Regions from separate parts of the Mus musculus genome. Here region 1 is linked to region 2. Evidence: chromatin contacts called from public promoter capture Hi-C data. All regions are on one chromosome and are shown on one strand. Each heading gives the region's core, a stretch centred on a gene start, on an enhancer-like site or on the middle of the called end of the contact. The rest is flanking DNA. Distances are from core to core; before and after follow the strand shown. Region 1 overlaps Agap3 (ArfGAP with GTPase domain, ankyrin repeat and PH domain 3). Region 2 holds the start of Kcnh2 (potassium voltage-gated channel, subfamily H (eag-related), member 2).

Region 1 (4,127 bases), core at 31-2,530, 150 kb before region 2:
CCCCTAACCTTCAGCAGCACTGCTGGGGCCGTCTGGTCGGGGGGTCCCGGTGCTCTTTTTCCCGCGGTGCTTCTTCCGGTTGGAGTGGGGAGATGGGGGAGGCTCCAGCTTGGGGCTGGAACTGAGTGACTCAGCTGGGCCACTGGCTGGTGAGGGGAGAGGTGGACAAGTGTGGGAGGAGGGAGGCAGCTGGGCCCAGAGTGTGAAGATGGCCAGAGGCTACCCAGGCCTCCCAGCCCCAAAGCTTCCTGTCCTGGAGGAGCTAGAAACTTAGCAGAGGGAGGCGAGTGCTTCTGCAACCTGAAGGGGCGGAAGGCCCAGGGAGCTCACGGGGAGCTCAAGCCCAGCAGCTCCGCACCAAATTTATCCTCAATCACACTCCCCGCTCCTCACAATTAATAGCAGAATTAGAAACAATCAGGGAGCTGCCTAATTACTGTCAATTAGAGCACGCTAATCAAGCTCGCTCCCACACCCCGCCCGCCCGGCGCTCACCACTAAATGTCAAACTTCATTAGAGGCAGACACACTCCCTCCCTTCCTGACTAACTCCTTCCAGACTCAACAGAGGGGCTTCACCGATGCCAGACAGGCCACGGGTCCATGACCTAAGGGGATGGCCCCTGAAGGTGGCCTTGGTCTTGGATGGGGACATGTAGTGGGTTGGGTATGAGTTTGTGTGTATCTATGAGAGGCCCCTGGGAGAAAAATCAAAAGTACCCCTGAGTTGGGAGTGGGGTGTTAGGGGAATGGGCAAACAGGGCAGAAAGGGTCTATGGCCAAAAAGTTATGGGGTGAGAGAGATGAGATTTGGGGAGAGCATAGGAATGGCATGAGAGGTAGGGCACACCCAATCAAGATAGCAGGACCTCTCCATGATGGGAGGCCAGTGATGCCCCAGACAAGGCTCTCACTGCGTACTGTGTACAGCCTGGAGCCTCTAGTCTATTCTGCTCTCCCTGTCCTCCTGCCGAGAGGCTGATGAGCGACTGCACAGGGGGCTGATGGGGATACAGCAGAGCTACCAGCAATGCTTGGGAACCAGGAAGGAGGAGGTACAAAGGGCAAGCCTGAAATCCTGGCTGAGGGTCCAGACCTAGGCCTGGGACCAGAGAAGCTGGCAAACTGGATGCTGAAGAAGGGACTGAGCCCAAGGGATCTAGCCCTGCATCACAGTACCAGGAAAAAGCCCTGAGGGATTCTGCTGCCCCCACCCCCATCAGTCTCCCAGGCTCTTGGGCATCTGGGCTCCCTCTCTCTGTTGCTTAAGCAGATGCCAGAAGAGGTGGGAAGCAGCTGAGCTGCCACTCACCAGGGTGCTGCATGCTGGCAGGCAGGGCAGCTGCCTCACTCCACTGGTCAGTGCTGGAAACCGAACAGGAGCGCTGGTGCAGCCCCTCGGGGCCGGGGCGTGAGCCAGCCCAGGCTGAGCTGTGAGGGCGCTCAGAATGCAGGGATGTGCTGCTGGCCGAGTGGGGGGCACCTGGGGGAGGGGAAGGATCAGACTGGGAGGAGGGGCAGGTCGGGCCTGCAAAGAAATAGCTAAACAGGTTGCAGGGCAGAACCTGAGTTAACCTCAGCAGGACAGTGACCAGAAAGGAGGACCTGGTCTTCACTGGGGTGTGCCAAGTTCTCCTGAAGACTCCACGAGGGAAGGAGACTTCTAGCCTTCACACCCTTTCTCTATGACCATGAAGACCACACTCATCCCTATGAGTGTGAGCTGGGAAAGGTAAGGCCTTGGGTATCAACAAGAGGTCTCCCGGCTGAGGTCCAGCACCACTCCCCCCAATCCTGCTCTACCTAGGTCCCTGCATCTAACATCTCAGTCCACATATGTCATTTGCTTTGCCTCAGCTTTGCTGCCATTCTGAAGAGAAATAAGTGTATCAAATTCAAGTAATTATGTCTAATTAGTATTAGTAATTATCCTGTTGGGCTGGAGAAAATTAATCTTTCGTTTCCCATCAGGGAAGCATGGCGGAGCCAAGGGGAATGAATGGAAGGCTTGCGGAGTCCAAGGCTGGGCAGGCGCAGCCCACCGTGGGCAAGGAAGATGAGCATTCGGCTCTCTCCGACCTCACTTAGGGCCCGCTAGAGGCCTTCTGCAATAGTCTGGAGCAGACATGGGCCTCAGAGCCCGTGCCACTTCCAGAGACTCGGAACCTTAACTTTCTTCACCTTCTTCAGTGTCCCCAAGACAGGGTGGTGATGAGGCCAGGAAGAAAGCGCCAGAGAGCCTAGGACACGTAGGCCAGAGCCACGTGGTTTTCCGTCTCCTGAGAAGCTCCGGTGTGGAGACGGCTGAGCCAGCCAAAGCAGGAGGAGGCTGGCAGTGGCAGGCCAGGGGAGATGCTAAGCAGGCGGCCTTGCAGCCAGTGGGCAAGTGAATCTGGATTTTGGATGCTTAAGGAAGCAGAGAGCAGAGACGGCTGCAGGAGGGGAGGGAGGGAGGCCACATGATGCAGACACCCTCAAGAGTAGCCCTGCAGGCAGGGAGGAGCCTGACTGCACTGTGCATCACTGTGCACTTGCTGTAACGCCTGCAATGGCTGGACAGAGTAAGTGCCGGTGACCTGCACTTGGCACCCACTCGGTTTCAGCTGCTGTCCTCAAGTCTTGGGCCTCTCCTGGCTCTCCCTAAACCTTTGAGGCTTCTTGCTTCTCCCCTTACTTCCTCCTAGTCCCTCACTATGCCTCCTAGATTCCAGATAGGACTCCCCACTCTGCTCCTTGCCCCAACCAAAGGCATCATAGGCCCAACTTCCTCCCCAAGCCCCCCAACCCAAAACCCTGAGGGAGGGAAAGTGCTTTCCCTTTTCTTTGTTAATTCTCCCCTCATTACGCCTGCAATCCCACAATCAGTGTGCACTGTAATTGTCGAATTTGATGCTAATGATTAATGAATTAAACATGGAGCCATCAATTAGTCCTCCGAGGATAATTCTGCATAAAGCAGCGGATAATGTAATTACAGTAACAAAGATAATGAGATGTTAACATCGCCCGGTGAGCGAGAGACATGTGAGTGTGCATGAGGGTCGGTGTCAGCGTGCGGCAGCAGGAACTCGTGCTTGCGAAGCATCATCCATGTGTTTCTATGTGTGGGTGCTGTAATTACAGGAGCAAGCTGCTGGGGCCCCCTCCCGCACGCCAACGGTGGCATCCTAGGTGGGCCCAGGATGGGATGGGACAGCCAGAGGCATCTTGTGCCTCCCATTTTTGGGAGATATCCCAGTTTTCCTCTCACTATCCATCTTTGAGGAAAGGTCTGCTTTTTTGGCCACCTTACTCCCTCCTATGGTACCAGTACAAGACACCTGAGGTTTCCACGTAGGGCTGAGGTTGGCCACATAGGCTCCCTGCACAGAACTCTGGAGGAGCTCTGCAGCTCAGCACTGAGGACAATATGGGAGTTATTCTTTTTGCCACGCAGGCCGGGCTTGTGTGTATTACCTCCCAGGTGGACTGCCTTTCCCTTGGCCTGCTTTCCTGGGGTACACCTCCAGAGCTCCCCATTCTCAGCTCACATACGGTACGATCCCAGACCCCTGACATATAGTATATAGACATATTAATTACAGTGTGCTTTCACAGCGCCAGAACTGTTGTTTCCTCATGAAACTGGAGACTAATTTGCACAGTGCTGCTGTGGCCCTGGTACCTGGTTCTGAGACATCTGCTATACTGGCACAGATCAAATGATGCAGCCAGAACCCTCTTGCACCTTTCCTCACATCTCCAGCCCACTTAGAATGACCAATCACATAAGGTACTTCGCCTCAAACAAGGAGCACTCTTAGAGGGTGGGGACACAGATCAGCAACGCTAGTGTGTACAAGGCTCAGGGTTCAAATCCCACCAGTACCTACAATGAAAACGTTTTTACTTTTGGGTCTTCCTGCCCAGTCCACAGGACTCAGTATCCTTAGGCACATCCCTGTTTACTCAGTGTCCATGGCATACCCACCCCGTCCCTCGCCCCCACCCCACCCCCTGCTCCCCACTCCTAGGCAAGGCAGCAATCTGGGTAAAATCCACATTGCTGTGAGTGGGCCTCTGTGGCAAGGCACAGGCTCAGCACTGGTAAGATACCTATGTCCTAAGCAGAAGCTTCAGGGACTGAC
Region 2 (4,222 bases), core at 1,327-3,826:
TCCAGCAAGGGTAGCTTCCATTTCTTTCCTTCTCGTGGAGGTCCTCTTCTCCCCAGGCTGAGCAGGAGCAGAGCAGGGTGGGTAGGAGGTCCTCCGCAGACTTTTCTCCCTAAACATCTCTTTCTGGGAGCTCAGGCAGCCTCTCCCTTCCCTCCATCACAGGCAGGGTGGGGGAGAGCTCTGCTGTGGGATGACCCTTGGGGCCTGCTGTGGGGGTGGGGCAGAGTGTGGTTGCTCTGGAGATTAGGTTTGTCTGCACCTGGAATTGGGAGGTTGGGACAAGATAGACCAGAGGGTCTTCTATATAAGGTGGTCTCTTAATGCCTGGTACCAGAACCCCAGAAATGCCTTGAGGAGAGCTTGTCTGCAAGCCAGCCTTCAGGAACCCTCTGAGCTTCCTAAGAAGTAAGAATCTGCCATTGGCTTTGACACACACCTTTCTCTAAGTGTTGCTTGTTGCTGCTGCTGGTGGTAGTGGTGTGTGTGTGTGTGTGTGTGTGTGTGTGTGTGTGTGTGTGTGTAGGAGAGAGGAGAGAGAGAGCTTTCTTTAGCAAGCAAGCAGCTCTTAGGAGAGTTACTGTGTATCTGGTTTCTCCTTTTACTGGCAGATAATGGGCCTCGGTGACCTTGTGTTTTCCCTCTGGGATAGTAAGACCAAAAGACTTCCTCAGCAAGTGGCTCCCAGTGGTAAGGACTGCTGGCCAGTCAGACGAGGAGTCCCCTCCTTTTGGGACCAATCTTTCCTGAAGCCTCGGTCTAGAAGGAGGCCATAGAGGTTTCTTCCTTTGGATCTTGCTCTCCGTGCCCACTCTCACTTTTTCTCACTTTCAGTCCCCAGGCTTAGAAAGGAGGACTCTTCACTCACACAGGCCGGGTGTTCCGGGGCCAGAGCAGCCATGAGCCCAGAGGCGCTGAGGCCTCTCAGGCTAAGTTACAAGTTGGGCATCCTGTGTGTATGAGGAAGACGCTGTTGGTGGAAAGGGTCTGAGGGATGACTGTGCAGGCAGGAGTCTCTGGACTTTTTTAGCATCAGCTGGTGGAGCCACCTCCTTCTCTCCCACCGGCTGCCTCCCTGAGTCACTGCCCACCCACTAGCAAATAAAAAAGAGTGTCACCTCCTGGCCAGGGGCCCTGTTTGGCCTTAGTGTTTTCAGGATTTTGCTCCTGGAGTAAGAGTAAGGTAAGAGTCTGGCTGGCGTGGTCTCATGGCGACCTTTCTTGCGCCGTCCGTCGCCCCCTCTCCCCCATCCAATGAAGGTTCCCGCTGGTGACAAGACCCAGCCCCTTGCTGCAAGGACAGAGGCAGCTGCAAGCCCTCAGGAACCCCCACATGGCCCCATCCATCTAGACAGGCCTCTGATCCGGGTTGCAGGCAGGGGAGGGGATTCAAGGCCGCCTCAACTCCAGCTGCCTGGCTCCTCCCCACAGCAGGCCTGCTCAGCTGTCAACACTCGCCTCTCGGCCTTGCCCTGCCCCAGGCGTCGCTGAGCTGCTCAAATCAAGGACACCTCAGCCGCCCGAAGCCCCCTACTCAGGCCCCAACAGGCGGTGGGCAGGCAGTGGGCAGGCGGCTGGTGGACACCCTGCCTGCCCTTGAGCATCCTCAGACCTCTTTGCCTAAATAAGGGAGCTGCTGCTGGAGCGAGCCAGCTGGCAGGGGGAGGGGCCCAAGGCAAGGCCAGGGTTTTCCGAGGGGGCTGGGCCGCCCGGGCCGCCTCGGGGGGCCCCAAGCCCTCCTATTGGGCCTATGAGGTTCCTTCAGCAGAGGGAGGGAAGGCCTCTAGCTCACGGGGATCCCCTGGCTGGGACCTCGCACTCAAGGAAGGGCCTCGCTTTGCTCTTACAGCTAAAAGGCCGCAACTGCTGTCGGTCTCTTTGTACGTGTCATCCATGGAGAGATTCGAATAACCACCGAGAGGTTATAACTCCCTGGAGACAGGGGAGGCGTGCCTCTCTTACGGCTCACCCACCCTTGTCTCAAAATTTTACAGCTTCCACATTCCCTGTTCTTCCCATTTTCTGGCTGTCCCCTGGTCCTAGGGCGGCTCATCTCAGAGCCTAGGCCTCACTCAACCCCGTCACCCACAGCACATTCCGACATCGAGCTGTGGGTACTCAGCCTGCCCTAGGCGCAGCAGGGAAGCAGGAGATAAAGGGTTGGTCCTGTCCCCATCAAATCGGGTTTCTCAGTCCTGAGTCTGGGAGGGGGCGATATGCCCTTCTCCCTGGTCACCTCCAAACCGACCATCGCACCTGTCCTCACCGTTCCCCTACTTAAAGGTCCCTTCCCCCTCTCGGCGGAGCGCGAGTCCCGGGGGCGCGGTAGCGGAGCGAGGGGTTGGGACTCCGGGAGCGCTCGGCGCGGCTCAGCCAATAAGAAGGGCGGGCGCTCGGGGTGGCGGGGAGAGGGCGGTGCTGCCGGCGCGCGGCGACAGGAGGGGGCCGGGAGGCGGGGGCCGGAGCCGGAGGGGCGCGCGCCGCATTAACCCTTCAGCCGCCGGACCAAGCCGCAGGCGCTGCCCGAGCCGCGGGCGCTGGAGCGGCTGTCGGCGCGGCGGCGGCGGGCAGGCGTGAGCCGGGAGCCCGGCGCTGGAGCGGGCGGAGCGCGGCGCGGGGACGAGGTGCAGCCGGGCCCGTGGCACCACCAGCCCGGGTCGACAGACAGGTGTGCCGGCGCCGCAGCTCCAGCAGCTTCAGGCCCGGCCCAGGGTCCGGAGCCGGCAGCCACTAAGCAGAGCGGGAATCCCGCGCCCTCGGTCCAGTTCCGGCCCCGCCCGCACTCAGCTTGGCCGCGGGGTGCGGAGACCACGGCCCGGCCAGGCCACCCGAAGCCTAGTGCTGGGCCGGGCCGGGCCAGGGTGGGTGGGGGCCCGCCCGGCCCGCCCATGGGCTCAGGATGCCGGTGCGGAGGGGCCACGTCGCGCCGCAGAACACCTTCCTCGACACCATCATCCGCAAGTTTGAGGGCCAGAGTGAGTGGGGGAGGGGGCAAGGCGGGGAGGGGGTCTGGGGGGGTGGGTCCAGTTCTGCTGAGTGTGGCTGGGGGGGCGTGCCCGGGCCGTGTGCAGTGCAAAAATGTGAGTCAGTAGGGGCTGGTGGGCCCTGAGACTTACGCCAGGAGCCAAGGGGACAAGGCTTGGTGCCAGGGACCACTGGCATAGGACCAAGGGGCCTAGTGTTGCAGCTAGGGGTCGGAGAGTGAGTATGACACCAGGAATGTGCAGGAAAGGGAGGTGGGATGAGATGTGTAGGTGTTTCCAACTCTAAATGTCCAGAGTTGATGAGATTGTGTGTGTGTGCTGTCCTAAGACTGTTTATGACCTAAGCTGTTGGTCCCTAAAAGTACACTGCGCGTTCCAGTCTTGGCTGTGTTGTATGTGACAGACTAAAACTAGAGGTGTAGGATTAGTGACCAAATCTGCTCTTGAGTGTGTGACAAGTATATGGTCAAATCCCTGTGTCACTAATGAATTCGAGTCTGCATGGGCCGTGGAGAGGCGTCTCCGGCAAGTCCCCAAGATTGTGGGCCCTGTGCTGAGAGGCTGCTGCACACCTGAAGCTGGCTTTGGGGCGAACAGGCTGGCCATGGAGTTCCAGTGTGGTGGACTTTCCTGCTGGGGATGGTACCCCAAGCCCCTTTGGGTTTGGGTGACTACAACTCCCCTTATTCGGACCTGGCAAGGGAGACTTCCAGAAATGTGTCCTAGGCTAGGTGAATGTTTGGTGTTGGTGTGCCTGTCCTCAAGGCTGCATGTGCCACAGAGTGTGTGACTGCAAAGGGCCCCTGGAGCAGGAGGGTGACATTCCTTGCCTGTGACCCTGTGCACACAGGACAATGTGTGCTTTACTGTGTTGGGAGGGAGGGCTCAGTTGGATGGGCAGCATTGTCCCTAGACAGAGAACAGGATGATCCCGAAGAGGTGGTGCAGGCCTAAGGGCAGGGGGCAGGCCCTTGCTCGGGCTTTCTTTTCCTACCAGTTAGGTAGGCAGGGGCAGAATCTGAGAAGATCTTGGACTGGGTCCTAGAGGCTTGGCTTCTGGCCCCGCCTCTGCCACTGACTGCCAGATGACCTTGAGTGACTCTTCCTACTCAAAGCCTCAGTTTCCACATTTGTGAACAAGGTGATAAACTACAGGGCTTGTGAGGTCTCGCCAGGATCTGTATTTTAGGCCTTCAGTCAAGTGGTGGGGTAGAGTGGGACTTGCCTTCAAAGGAACTTTG

The links. Promoter capture Hi-C pulls out the DNA fragments that hold promoters and counts their contacts.
Region 1: a contact with region 2 is called in a promoter capture Hi-C map of hippocampal neurons, with 2.7 times the contacts expected there. The contact joins the enhancer-like site here to the promoter of Kcnh2 in region 2. A contact is called at or near these places in 11 of 39 promoter capture datasets (HPC-7-derived erythroid cells, embryonic stem cells, hematopoietic stem and progenitor cells and 5 more), 1 of 15 datasets of contacts at CTCF or cohesin (embryonic stem cells), 7 of 484 Hi-C or Micro-C datasets (the C2C12 cell line, CD8 T cells, ECoMG myeloid progenitors and 4 more), 1 of 115 datasets of contacts at active chromatin or transcription factors (embryonic stem cells) and 2 of 9 other capture datasets (adipose tissue and embryonic stem cells).

Annotation. Positions count from the first base shown.
Region 1 is chr5:24,494,089-24,498,215 of GRCm38.p6, reverse strand. Agap3 (ArfGAP with GTPase domain, ankyrin repeat and PH domain 3) reads right to left here. Exons shown (of 18, transcript NM_139153.2): 12 at 1,313-1,483; 13 at 9-146. Among named protein-coding and RNA genes, the nearest start is that of Gbx1, 31 kb to the left of the region's middle. RefSeq lists an enhancer at 2,216-3,723. Within about 2 kb of position 1,280, at least 15 of the 459 cell types and tissues checked have an H3K27ac peak or open chromatin away from gene starts, as enhancers often do. A contact at or near this core is called in hippocampal neurons, where this site is marked.
Region 2 is chr5:24,349,958-24,354,179 of GRCm38.p6, reverse strand. It overlaps Kcnh2 (potassium voltage-gated channel, subfamily H (eag-related), member 2), which reads left to right and starts at 2,576. Exons shown (of 15, transcript NM_013569.2): 1 at 2,576-2,972. The coding sequence starts at 2,897.